Linked DNA regions of Muntiacus reevesi: region 1 is linked to region 2. A link is a contact called in public Hi-C data. All regions are on one chromosome and are shown on one strand. The core of a region is the stretch at or near the end of the contact, and the rest is flanking DNA. Distances in the headings are between cores, read along the strand shown.

What was found. A called contact is a pair of places that touch in the nucleus more often than the background predicts.
Region 1: a Hi-C map of muscle shows a contact between it and region 2, with 5 times the contacts expected there. The contact joins the promoter of VPS26C here to the promoter of TTC3 in region 2. A contact is called at or near these places in 2 of 3 Hi-C or Micro-C datasets (blood and muscle).

The regions. Positions count from the first base shown.
Region 1 is chr8:28,866,437-28,872,953 of mMunRee1.1, reverse strand. VPS26C (VPS26 endosomal protein sorting factor C) reads left to right here and starts at 5,186. Exons shown (of 8, transcript XM_065943119.1): 1 at 5,186-5,306. The coding sequence starts at 5,250. LOC136173670 (a long non-coding RNA gene) reads right to left here and starts at 2,083. Exons shown (of 3, transcript XR_010664262.1): 1 at 2,032-2,083; 2 at 616-678.
Region 2 is chr8:28,694,494-28,700,859 of mMunRee1.1, reverse strand. It overlaps TTC3 (tetratricopeptide repeat domain 3), which reads right to left and starts at 4,522. Exons shown (of 46, transcript XM_065943337.1): 1 at 4,396-4,522. PIGP (phosphatidylinositol glycan anchor biosynthesis class P) reads left to right here and starts at 4,692. Exons shown (of 5, transcript XM_065942822.1): 1 at 4,692-4,845; 2 at 5,320-5,423. The coding sequence starts at 5,342.

The sequences.
Region 1 (6,517 bases), core at 3,937-6,436, 170 kb before region 2:
ATATTGGGATCCATTCTGAGCTATCCTGTCCAATAGATCTTATGACAGAATGATGTGGGTTGTTTTTTTTTTTTTTTGAATGATGTGGTTTTAACTCTTATAGCTTTATTATGTTTTGTGCTAAGTAGGGCTCTTTTCCCAAAATTCATAGGTTCATTATATCTCCTCATTAAAAATTGTATTGAGAGGAATGAATTAAACCTAAAATTTAGTTTTTATAAGACTGGACATTTTAAAGTATTTAGATTTCCTATTCAGAAATACTATACATCTCTCCATTTTTCAAAATACATATATCTTAATTCAGCCTTATAGCTTTTATTCATGTAACTCAAGTGTATATTACATTTCAAGTATTTTAGATTCTTATTGCTATTGAGAATATAATCCCTATTTTCATTTTATTATCTAACTGGTTATTGCTGTTAAGTAGAAATGCTTATTGATTTTTGAATATATAGCTGTTTGAAAATTTACAGGCACAACATATAAATGGCAAAAAAAGTGACAGCTTCCATTTCTCTATAAATTAACCCAGTTTAGCTCTCTAGCAATCATTTCTACTGAGGATGGGAAAAAAAATCAGTCTCACTATTCAGCTGGAACTCAACTTACAGTGTCTTGCCTTCTCCCTTCACATTCTCATCTCCCTCTTGCGTTCCTGCTGAAGTCTTCTCCCTGGGATGAAAGAGGCATGGGTTCAAAAACACCCTGTACCCATAAAACCAGAAATACAGATCACTGGAACAGGAGAGCAAGTCCAGAAATAAACCCACACATCTAATCTATGACAAAGGAAACAAGAACACACAACGGAGAAGACAGGCTCTTCAATAAGCGCTGCTGGGAAAGCTGGACAGCTACACGTAAAAGAGTGAAATTAGAGGCTTCCCTGGTGGCTCCGTGGTAAAGAATCTGTCTGCCAATGCAGGACACTCGGGTTCGATCCCTGAGTCTGGGAAAATCCCACATGCCACAGAGCAACTAAATCCAAGCACCACAACTACTGAGCCTGTGCTGTAGAGTCTGGGAGCCACAGCGACTGAGCCTGAGCACCCTAGAGCCTGTGCTCCACAACAAAAGAAGCCCCCAAAATGAGAAACACCTTGTCACACACCAGCAGAAATGAGACCCTGCTTGTCACAACTAGAGAAAAGCCCACACAGCTACAAAGTAAAATAAATTAAAAAAATTTTTTTAAGTGTTTAAAAAAAGAAGAGTGAAATTAGAAGACTCCCTAACATTATACATAAAAAGAAACTCAAAATGGATTAAAGACCTAAATGTATGGCTGGATACTACAAAACTTACAGAAGAAAACATGGGCAGGACACTCTGACATAAATTGCAGCAAGATCTTTTTTGACCCACCTTCTAAGAGTAATGAAAACAAAACCAAAAAATGAACAAATGGGACCTAATTAAACTTAAAAATCTTTTGCACAGCAAAGGAAACCATAAACAAAATGAAAAAGATAACTCTCAGGATTCGAGAAAATACTTGCAAATGAAGCAACTGATAAGGGATTTATCTCCAAAACATACAAACAGCTCATACAGCTCCATATTGAAAAAGCAAACAACCCAATAAAGAGTCTTAACCACTCTACCACCAGGAAAGTTCCAATAACCCTAAATATTTTTGTGGTATACATACTTTTTTTTTACTAAAAAAACTTTCCAGGTGGCACAGTGGTAAAGAATTCACCTGCCAATGCAGGAGATGCAGGAGCCACAGGTTCAGTGCCTGGGTGGGGAAGATCCCCTGGAGGAGCACATGGTAACTCACTCCAGCATTTCTGCCTGGCGGGCTACAGTCCATGGTGTCACAGAGTCAAAGGTAGAGCCTAATTCCCCTTCCTTCTAGTATGGGCTGGAATTAGCGACTCTCTTCTAGCGGACAGAAGAAACGTGAATGACAGAAGTCAGGCCACACAAGCCACTCTGGCTCACTGCTTGCTCTCCCAGTTCTCACCTGTTCTGGGAGAAGTCAGCTGTGTGGGGTCCCTAGCTGCCTATGAAGAGTCCTACCTGATGAGGCCTCCAGCCCACAGCCACGTGAGGGAGCCATCTTGGATCTTCCAGCTTTAGTCAAGTCTTCGGATGACTGTGGCCCTGACATCACGACTTCTACTACCTGAGACCTTAAGCCAGAAAAATCCAATGAAGCTGCTCCTAAGTTCACGACCCAATTTAAACTACTAACTGTTGCGGTAATTTGTTATGTACAGTAGATATTAATATAGGGAGCTTTGGAGCTGCAATTGTCCCAAACTGGGGTGAGGGAAAGAGGTCTTTATACCCTAAATTGACTAGTCTTTACATATGGGCTGTCCCCGCCACCATCCAAGGGACCACAACTTTGGGAAAAGCAGTTTTCTCCAACTGACAGTAAGTATTGAAGAGTGACTTAAATGAGAGATGCTGAAAGCAATACTCCAAGTCAGGGAACATGTCCTTCAGTCCTGAAAGAAGGGTCTGAACAGAGCATCACAGCATCCACTAAAAGATGTTCAGTGAGCCCTCTCCTCTAGTCCCAGAGAGGCACTAAAGTCACGGCTGAAAACAACACCTTAGCCCATCTTCTAACAAAAGATGCCACAATCGGAGACAGGCACGTTCCCCAGGGATTAATAAAAGCTTCAGATCTGGCCCAGCTTCCATGAAACACTTTCTCAATCCTCTCTGTAGTTTATATAGGAAGGCAGGGGAAGGAATCAAAGGAGGTGGCTGTCCTTGTGGAGCACACAGAGTCTCTGGTGGGAAGAGATGTAATGGGGGAGGCTGTAAGATAACCTCTCCTTGATACCAGTAGGGGCTCCTGGCAGGAGAGGCGGGTGTTCCACTCCCTACTTGCAAACCTGTCTAGGCAGCATTCTTGCTGATTAATTTGTCTGTATTTCAAAAGGCAGGAAGACGATTGAAGGGAGATGGCAGGGTGGAAACCAGAGACCGCGGGGCAGCTTCCAGTCTGGTCCTTTTGTGTGGCAAGGATGTGTGTTTCTCAAGAGTCAGGGGGACTCAGTGGCAGATAAATGGTCTCTGGCTGCCTTGCTGGACCCTCACCCAGAAGACTGGTATCCTGCTGGGAGTTGGCAGTGGGGTGATGGTCAAGATCAAGCTGGAAGTAGATCTTCCATGAAATCATACAGAGAGGACAAGGCCCTTCAGGCCTTCCCATATGTGTTATCCAAAGGGCCAGTTATTCAGAGAAGCAGGGATCCACTAAAAAATAACTCTAGCAGTGGAAGATTAGATATTTGCCTCAACAGAAAAGCCAGGCTTTGAAGAGATGCTAAGGAAGTGTCTGAGAGTCAGAACCATGACTTGTACCTTTATACCCTCAGAATCTAAGGTCCCACTCAAGCCGGGAGATTGGCACTTTGACAGGGTCTGATGTTCAGTAACTGAAACCGACCAGAAGGTCACGGTGTCACCCAAGGGGTGCTTAAGGGATAGAAGAGGTTCAAAAGAGCAGTGACTGGAGGAAAAAAAATGGACTGTTCTTTTCGGAAGCCATCACATTGAGAGCAGTTCAACAAACTGATTATACTGATAACTGCTGGAGCTAGAGCACTTCGCAGTGCAGCAGGGTTGGGAGAAGATTGTGTACAACCCACACAGACGAGTGAAACACAGTACACTTGTCTTCTGTGAACCAGAAATGTTGGGTTGCGCAACAACTATAAAGCAGGTTTGCTGAAGCAAACAAGTCTAGAATGTGTATCTTTTGTTTGTTTTCCTGTACTGTCTACTGGGATTAACACTTTACCATTTGGAAATGCTGGGTGAGACTGGCAGAGAAGGTCCCACTTCTTGAATTGCAAATAGACTAGACAGTGATTACTAAGTCCCTAATGAATTGTTTTTAGAATTGCTGAGTTTGAGCTGCCGGGGAAGTTACCCCAGACCGCAACGGAAGCCCTGGGGGGCAGAGAGGAGCTGGAAACTGAGATCTGAATATTGGGAAATACCTGTTATCAACCTTCAAAAGCAACTGTAGCTATAGCACCGTCACGGTTGTCCTAGAAAACACCTTACAGTCTCATAAGTTAAGTACTCGTGAGAGTCAGGAAACCGTTTTACAGGAAAATTCTCACATGATCCTGAAAGTAACGTACTTTTAAGAAAAAAAGAAAATCGGAATCGAAGAATCTTAAAAATCAAAAGCACTCCTTCGCTGTATTAAGTCAGGGACCAAAACAGTTAAAAATATGCCTGTCTTATTAGAAAGCCCCCTGTTTAAAACCTTGGAATTTTATGTCAATAAACGTAGTCGGCTGTTCTGCCTGGAGGCAGTCCTTCCGGAAAGTCATACGTTTCTTGTGTCCAGGTGAGGGGGCTCGCTGAGAATGAAAAAATTAGGCAGGTCCCTCTCAGCTTCGAGGTTATACATTTCCACGCACCGCCGAGACGCGCGGCCTGCGAGCCGCGCCTCGTCATACTCTGCGCACTAATATGAATATTCAACGCCTCGTCCAGGGCGCGCGTCGCTGGAGTACCCACAAGCCCCCGCGGCCCGGCGGGGCGGGGCCGGGCCGCCAGCGCTCCCTGAAGACCTCGGTGGCCGCCGGCGGGGTGGAAGCCCGCCAATCAGCGCTTTGCAGGCTGGGAGCGCGGGGCTGTGGAAAGGGCAAGGAGGACCGCCTCGTCGAGGATGGACACAAGGCCTGTGTCCTCAGCGCCGCCGGAAGAAAGCGGGGGGTGGGGGGAACTAGAGGCAACTAGAGGAAAGGATTAGAAGAGAAGGCAGTCTCCATTATCACCTCCTTAAAGGCAACGCGGTAGCATAGCTCCGCTTCGCGCCGCACAGCCTGACGGGAGCCTCAGCCTGCGGGTACGGGCTGCGCCCTCGGCGCGCCTCCGGCCCCGCCCCCTCCCGCGGGGCACGCCGGGAGAGCCGAGTTTACCTCCTCCCCCTGGTCAACGGGCGAGAAGAAGAGGTATTTCCGGCCTCAAGACTGGTCTTACGGAAGGGGTGGGGTTTCCTCGATCCCGCCCCTCTCGCCCGGGGGAGGCCGGGCCAAGAGTGACAGTCCTCGACCCGCGCTAAGGCCCGCCCCTGCGCCGGAAGGAAGAAGGATGGGGGGAGGGGGGAAGTCGTACAGACCGCGGGAGTGGGGGTCACGTGACGCAGCTGCGGGCGGGGAGAAGAAAGGGGTGGGGCCCCGGGAGGAGGGGCGGGGCGAGCCCTCCTCGCCGTTCGGTCACGCGCGGCAGGAAGTGGTGCGCCAGGCGGAGTATTCGCGATGGGGACCACCCTGGACATTAAGATTAAAAGAGCGAACAAGGTTTATCACGCTGGGGTAAGTTGGGGGGTGGGCGGGCCTGCAGGTTCTGTGGTCTCCCCGGGTCTGGCACACTTCTGAGTTTTCCTGGGCGGGTGCGTCCGGGTCAGGTGGGAGCAGCCAGGTGCATCCCCCGCCAGGTGCGTCCCCCGCCAGGTGCGTCTCGCCTGCACGGCTGACTGCTCTGCAACGGCGTCCGCCGGGGTCGCCGCCGCGGCTGGGGGGCGTGTAGGGCGCCTGGACTGCAGCGCTTAACCGTCTGGCCCCTTGGACATCCAGCCCGGCTGGGGGCTTGAGCGGTGACTTAGCACTGCGGTCGGAGGAGCTCGACCAGCAGACGCTCGGTTCCTCGCTAGTAAGAGGAATGCAAAGGTCTAGGGCCAGAAAGGCAGATGTAACCATGGAAGCAGAAATACACCGTAGGCCATACAAAAGTTTCTCGTTTCTCTGATTTTGGGGACCGAAGGAATTGCATGTTAAAATGCGAATTAAAAAAAAAAATCTTAACGATGCCATGAACAAGTTTTGTGCCACTGGCCACTTTATCTCCTCGGGCGCCAGTTTGCATGTTTGCCAAAGGAAAATGCAAGGTTTTTCTCCCTCTAAGTCGGGCAATCTCAGCCCTTACTGTAACTAAATCAGAATCCATCGCCCTGGCAATTTACACTGACCGGAGTCTCAGTCAGTGTAATCACAGACCCGTGTGATTCTGGCCCCTGTGCAGCCAGGGTTGAAATCGCAGCCACCTCTGAGAGAGTGTGGAATAAAACTGAGAGGAGTGGCTGGTCAGGTGAATGCAGCGAGGGCTCAAAAGGGATGCTTAAATTCTTTGGGGGCAAGACCATTAAGGAAACCTCACGTTTACACAGATGCAAGATAATTTGGTCATCTCTAGATTATTAATTACAAAGGGGAAAAGCTACGTTTATAGTGCAGGAATCTTACAGTCCCTGTCCTAACCGAGACCAGCGGTGATACCACCATACCGCCATAATTGACACATTATCGGACTGTAATAGAGGATTCTGGTAGGAAGCACGGAAGACACAGCTCAGCTCTGTGGTGTTCCTGCCCAAGCTGTGTCACTTTACTCGGTTCATAGGGAAACAGGCGTATTCAAAACTGAGGAACATTCTGTGCATTTATTGGCCTGGATTCTTCAAATATGTCAGTGTCATTAAAAAGACAGGACAACTTTTTTTTAAGATTGAAGAGATGACAGGGATATA
Region 2 (6,366 bases), core at 3,273-5,772:
TCAATAAATGATTACTGTTACCTATTACAGTTTTAAAAGAGAAACCAACAGAAAAGTGGGTAAGAGAAATGACCAGGTAATTTGTGTGTTTGTGTGTGAACGACCTATTTCCTTTTTGTGAACAAAAGGGAGATAGATGGTTCACAAAGAAAAAGATGTTCAAAGTTATTAACAATCAATAAATGCACATTAAAACCACAATGCACATTTCATACCCATTTGGCAAATATTAAGAAGTCTGACAAGTAACAAGTGTTGCAAAGGATATAGATCAACCATAACTCTTAACACAATGCTAATCAAAGTATATAAATTGACAAAACAGCTGACCAAAGCATAAGCTGGTACAACCACTTCAGAAGACAATTTGGTATCATTTTATAGTTGAACATTCATACCCATAGTCCAGCAATTCCACTTCTAGTAAATAGCTTGCCACAGTGGTATTTCAACATTCTTTTTACTCATGAACCACAATAAATGCTATTAAATATTACACTCATACTTTAAAATGACATAAAAATTTCTGTTCTAAGTTTAATTGCAAAGGATGAATTGCTAGAGTATCACAGTGACATTTTAAAATAACACTGACATACCACTGGTTTAAAATGTTGTAATTATTACAGCATAGAGTTCGTCAAAAGATAACTAGTATATATACTGATGTGTGTGTGTGCACTCTTAAGTCACTTCAGTTGTGTGCCACTCTTTGTGACCCTATGGACGGTAGCCCACCAGGCTCCTCTGTCCACGGGATTCTCCAGGCAAGAATACTGGAGTGAGTTGCCAGGCCCTCCTCCAGAGGATATTCCCTGCCCAGGGTTTGAACCTGTGTCTCTTACACCTCCAGCATTGGCAGATAGATTCTTTACCACTAGCACCACCTGGGAAACCCTACATATGCTGATATTAAACATAAAAGTTACAGTTTATTGGAAATGCAGCTCTTGAGGAGATGGAAAATGTCTTCATTAAAAGGAAGTGTTCCCTAACACTATAGCTGCATGTATTTTAAATTATCCTTTTGTACCATGGAGAGTTTTTCAATTGGGACATTACCTTGGTAAGATTCCAGGCAAGTAGGCGGTATGCCTTCCTAATTTAAGGCAGAAATGCTACTCTGAAGGGGGAGGTGGGCAAATAGAACCAAGAGGAAGTTTCCATCACAGGCTTCAGGCATTACCAATTTTAGGAAAGGATACACGTGGAATTTAATGATCTACAAATTGATTCATTAATATCACTTGTGCCCAAATACTCCTCAGAAAATCTTTATTTCTTCCCTGGAAGGCATATATCCCAGTGTGCAAAGTAGAGAAATTCTTGCAACTGTGTACCAGAAGATATATATATAAAAATCTTCAAAACAGCAAAACCTAGAAACAACCGAAATGTTTATCAATAGAAGAATGCATACACTGTGTTATATTCTCCAACAGAATATTACACAGCCATGAAAATTAATGACATGTCTATCTGAATATCAGTGACTCTCAAAAACGTAACATTGAGTGAAATAAGCCAGCCCAACAAACTGTATCCAGTATTCTTTTTTTTAAATTCAAAAACAATAGAAACCACACAATATACTGTTGAGAGATATACACATATTTGATAAAAGTATTTTTAAAATACAAGGAATGACACACAATTCAATAGTAGTCACCCTGGGGATGGTAACATTCAAAATCATCATTTTGATTCTTGGATTGAGTGGTGGGTTGAGAGGCATTCATTTTACTGTCTTGCTTCACAACTTGCATATATGTCACATATATTTTGAAAGCATTAAGTATAAGTAGTACATTAAAGAGGAAAAAAGATTTTTAAAAATCCATTCATCATATGCAAAAAAGTAATTAAACCACCTCACCTGCCACTAGAGAGGTACATCTAACATACCATGGAAATCTTTATCTTACATCAACCACAGGAAGTACATTAGGTACAAAATAAATGTTCACTGCAATTAACTTTATGAGAACCGAATGAGATATAAGCTTGAGTCAGCTGTGAGAGAGGAACCCATAGGCTTCACGCAGGGCTAGAGCAGAAGCCAAGGTAAGCAAATTTAGCTGCAAGTTAAAGTTATAAGCAAGCTGGTCAGTAAAGAAAAGGCAAAAATGTAAGTCAGGTAACATAAAGAGTTTAACAAGAGTGTGAGGAAATGGGTGTCTTCACTCAATACCAGTCAGAGTGATGAGTTAGTGCAACCACTTTGAGAGCCTCCCTGATATTTGGTTACATTGAAGATGCATATATCCTACTAGGCAGCAAAATCCACTACTTGGTGTATGTTCTCAAGAAATTTCCAAACGTGTGCACAAAGCAGATAAATACAAAGATGTTCAAGGCAGGACTGTTTTTAGAGTAAAAAACCTTCAAAGTCCATCAGTAGCAAAACGGATAAGTAAATTATGGTATATTCATACAATGGAATTCTATACCAGCAATTAAAATGAACCAAACACAATTACCCAATTTATTCACATGTAAATCTGAAAATGTGATGCTGATCAAAAAAGGCAAGTTGCAAAAAGACACATATTGTTTAATAACATTAAAGTTTAAAATACACAACACTATATATTTATCGATTCACCGGGATCAAAGTATAAAATATGCAAGCAGATATACACAAACCTAAACACGGTGACTACCTCTAGGAAAGGAGGGGCGGAAATGAGAGCACCTCCACATTTTGCAATTTTAGTTCTTTTAAATTAAAAAGAGGATCTGAAGTAAATTCGGCAAAATACATCTGCAAATCTTAGTCATGAATTGGTTAGATTCCACTCTGTATTCTATGTGTGAAATCTTCCAGAAATTTAAAAGAAACAAAATCCCAGAAAATTAGGCAGGAGTAAGAAAATTGAGCAAATGAACAGGGAGAAACAGAGACCAAAAACGCAGCCCTTGAGCGCAGAGCACGAACCTTTGAGCAAGAGGAGCAGCTGGTTTTCTAACGTGTTTGAAGCTTCCTTCCCTTGTAATAAATCCCATCACCCTTAGGATAAAACGCAAATTTCCTGCAATACAAAATGTACCTAACCAGAGCTGTAATTATGAGAAAATTGCTCCCAAAGGAGGACTGAAACCTGTAAGCTGTCTACCTTGTTTCCATCGCCAGGACGCTGGGCAAAAACTAAAAAAGGTAATTTATGTGAATGCCACGAAACACTTACGTGAACCATTAAGTATCATCAAGAACGCCTAGGATTGGCTAGAATGTATTTGCCCAGCTGTCGCGTATATATACATTTTGGAAGGAGTCTGCCATCGGAGATCTTTGGGCATCTTAGGAGGCCTCTAAAAACGGTACGCCACATGGGTACCAAATAACATTCACCTACGCCTTAGCTCCATTTTTGGCCCCCGGCCCCCTTATTCCGTCCCCAGAACAGGCTGACTCGACCGGTCACACTGGACATCCTAAACACTACCCAGCAGCTAGCCGGACCCGCGGCTGTCCCCGCCTCTTCCCATTAGCGATGAGGGGTGGAGGAGAGGATGCTCCGAAGAGGCGCAGCGAGCACTGCGTTCAGGTCTCCCTCCCCCGACCCCCTCCCCACAACTCGGCAGCCATTCTCTCGAAAACAGGTGGCGCATTTGTAAAGAACGCAACACAGGAGGAGGGGGACGTGCAAGAACGTTCACCAACACTCTCGAACAAAAGCCCGCACCCCGGAGAACACGCACTCGTTAGGACCCAGGCGCGCGGGGACACGCGAGGACGCACCCCCTACGAGGACGCTGCTGCAAGGGGGTGGGTCACGACTGCAGGCGCGCGTTCACGCGCGCGCGGGCGGGCGAGCACCCCAAGAGAGGAGCTGACACCAAGGTGGGGTGGGGGGCGAGCACCCCCAAGAGAGGCTGTGACACCAAGGCGGAGGGGGCACCCACACAGCCGGGGCGCCCACGCCCTGGCCGGGAAGAATCTGCGCTGACACAAAGGGGCCGGGAGGGGAGACACCTCGCATGTCCACGCGCGCTCGGGCCGGCGGACCCCCCCAATGCTAGCGGGGGTGTCACCCGCGCACCGACGGCGACGAGGGCGGCCGGGGGACGCGTACACACACACGGGCTTCTCCCACCTTCTCACAGGAGCCCCGAGGGACCCACACTTGCAGAACAGGGAAACCAGACAAAAGAGACACACCTACTGGGACCGACGACACCGGCCACACACACCACACACACACACCTCGAACCGACACCATCCCCCCGCCCCATACACACACTGCAGGCACCACAGCCAACGACGCGCACACACCCACACTCACCACACACCCACTGAGGGGGTGTGGAGGGCCCCTCGCCCCGGGCATCTCGGCTGCTGCGCGACAAGCTGACACATCCGGCAGCCCCGCCGCGCGCCAGGTGTGCACTCACCGGGGCTCGCAGCCCGCGAGCCTCGGACGCTGGCAGCCGCCGCCGCCGCCTCCGCCTCTTCAGGACCTCCACGTCAGCCGGCGGGCGGGTGGGCGCGAGCGGCACGGCGGCGGCTGAGGGGGCGGGAGGACGTGTGTCACGTGAGCCGCACCGCACATGCGCCGTCGCGCACGCCACGCCACGCCCCCCGCCGCGAGCCAGGCGATTTCCTGCTCGCCCCCGCGCTCTCGAGCGGCTGACTGACCCGAGTCGAGGTGCGCCTGCGCGCGGGCGGGGTTGCCGTGGCGACCGGGCGGTTCGCAGTTTGTCCTCTCTCGCCCTCCTGCGGATCCCCTGGTCTGCGCCTGCGCCGAGGCCTCGGCCCTCAGGTGGCCGAAGGTGCTGCGGGGGGAGTCAGCGCTTGAAGGACCCAAGGTCGAGGGCCACCCCGCAACCCGGGGGGTAACTCGAGTGAGAAAATTGACCTACGAGAGGGCAGGGCCCAGTTCTGGGTGTCGAGGCCGAGGCGGGAGGGCTCTTGCGCGCGGGCCCCCCATCCCTCCTTGCCCTTTCTTCCCTGTTCTCGCGGAGGCGAAGCCTGCACAGTTGGGCTGGCGTTCAGGTTCCCCCCCCTCCCCCCATCCGCGGCTCTCCCTTTGCCTCCCCACACGTTTCACTGCAGGGCGTGCAAGCGCTAGCGCGTGTGCTTGTGTGCGCGCGCACGTGAGGTCGGGGGTGCTGGTTGCTCGTGCAGGCAACGTTTGGGTGTTTCTGTGCCCGTGTGCAAGCAGGTGTGTGTCGGAGGTCAGTGCGCCGGTGTCACCTGTTTGGTTTACTAGAGAAACGCAGAGGCTGTGCCCGTAGCAAAACGGTGAGATTATAATAGACCCATAGTGAAAATGATTGGATCACTGACAGATGACTTGCTTTTGTTTTCCCCCACAGAATATCTAAAGCCACGGGGAAAATGGTGGAAAATTCACCGTCGCCATTGCCAGAAAGAGCGATTTATGGCTTTGTTCTTTTCTTAAGCTCCCAATTTGGTTTCAGTAAGTACTTTCCTGATGAATGGCCAGGGCCTTTCTCTGAAGTTCAAGGACAAGGAAATTATTCTGTTTGTTAGTAGAATGTGCACACAGGAACTGTGATTGTTTCTGCCTTTGTCTCTTTTTGAGAAAACCTGAAGAGAACTCTTGTCTTTTCAGAGTGTTCTGTATTCCAGACGTGAGCCTGAAAGATTTAATCTCAACAAATCTTTAAAAATGCCTCACCAGGTAGGATTGCAGAGGAAATGAAACCTGATCCTTGCCCTTAAGAAGGTCTTGGTTTTGTGGACAAGACAGAAGATTAAATCTCAGTTAATACACTGTGATACGTGCCATGGGAACCTAGTGAAGAGATAAATCAAAATGGAAATTCAGGGAATTCCCTGGCGATTCAGTGGTTAGGACTCGAGCTCTCACTGCCAAGGCTCAGGTTCGATTTCTAGTCATCGAACTAAGATCCCACAAGGCTCTGAAGCAGTGCAGCCAAAAAAAGAAAGAGTTAATTTTTCTCCCAGGGACTTTATCTTCAGCAGTAAGAAGGAAGAAGTGGGAAGGCCTTGAAGGGACGCATGGTGAGGTTTGGAAAGGAGTAATCTGATATGGCCCCAGTGCAGCTGTGGAAGCTTGGGAGGAACAGGAATCGCTCCAGAAGTCAGCTGCACTTTACATCCTGGATCTCAGTCAGTCCCCATATGGTCCCATTTTACAGATAAGAAAGCTTGTTCACTGACACACCATATTCCCAGAGTAGTATAGCAGTCCTCATGTCTCTCCCTAGAAGGATTTGAGAATTAGGGAGAAAAGTGACTAAAAAGTCTCAAAACTTTTTAGAATTTTGTGGAAACCAGGGAGATGGAGTGGCAGTGCTTATGAACCCTAACTGCATCTGTATAGCCAACCAAGCTATGGCTAGGACAGTCTCTGAAGTAGTTATAGCTTGAGTCCA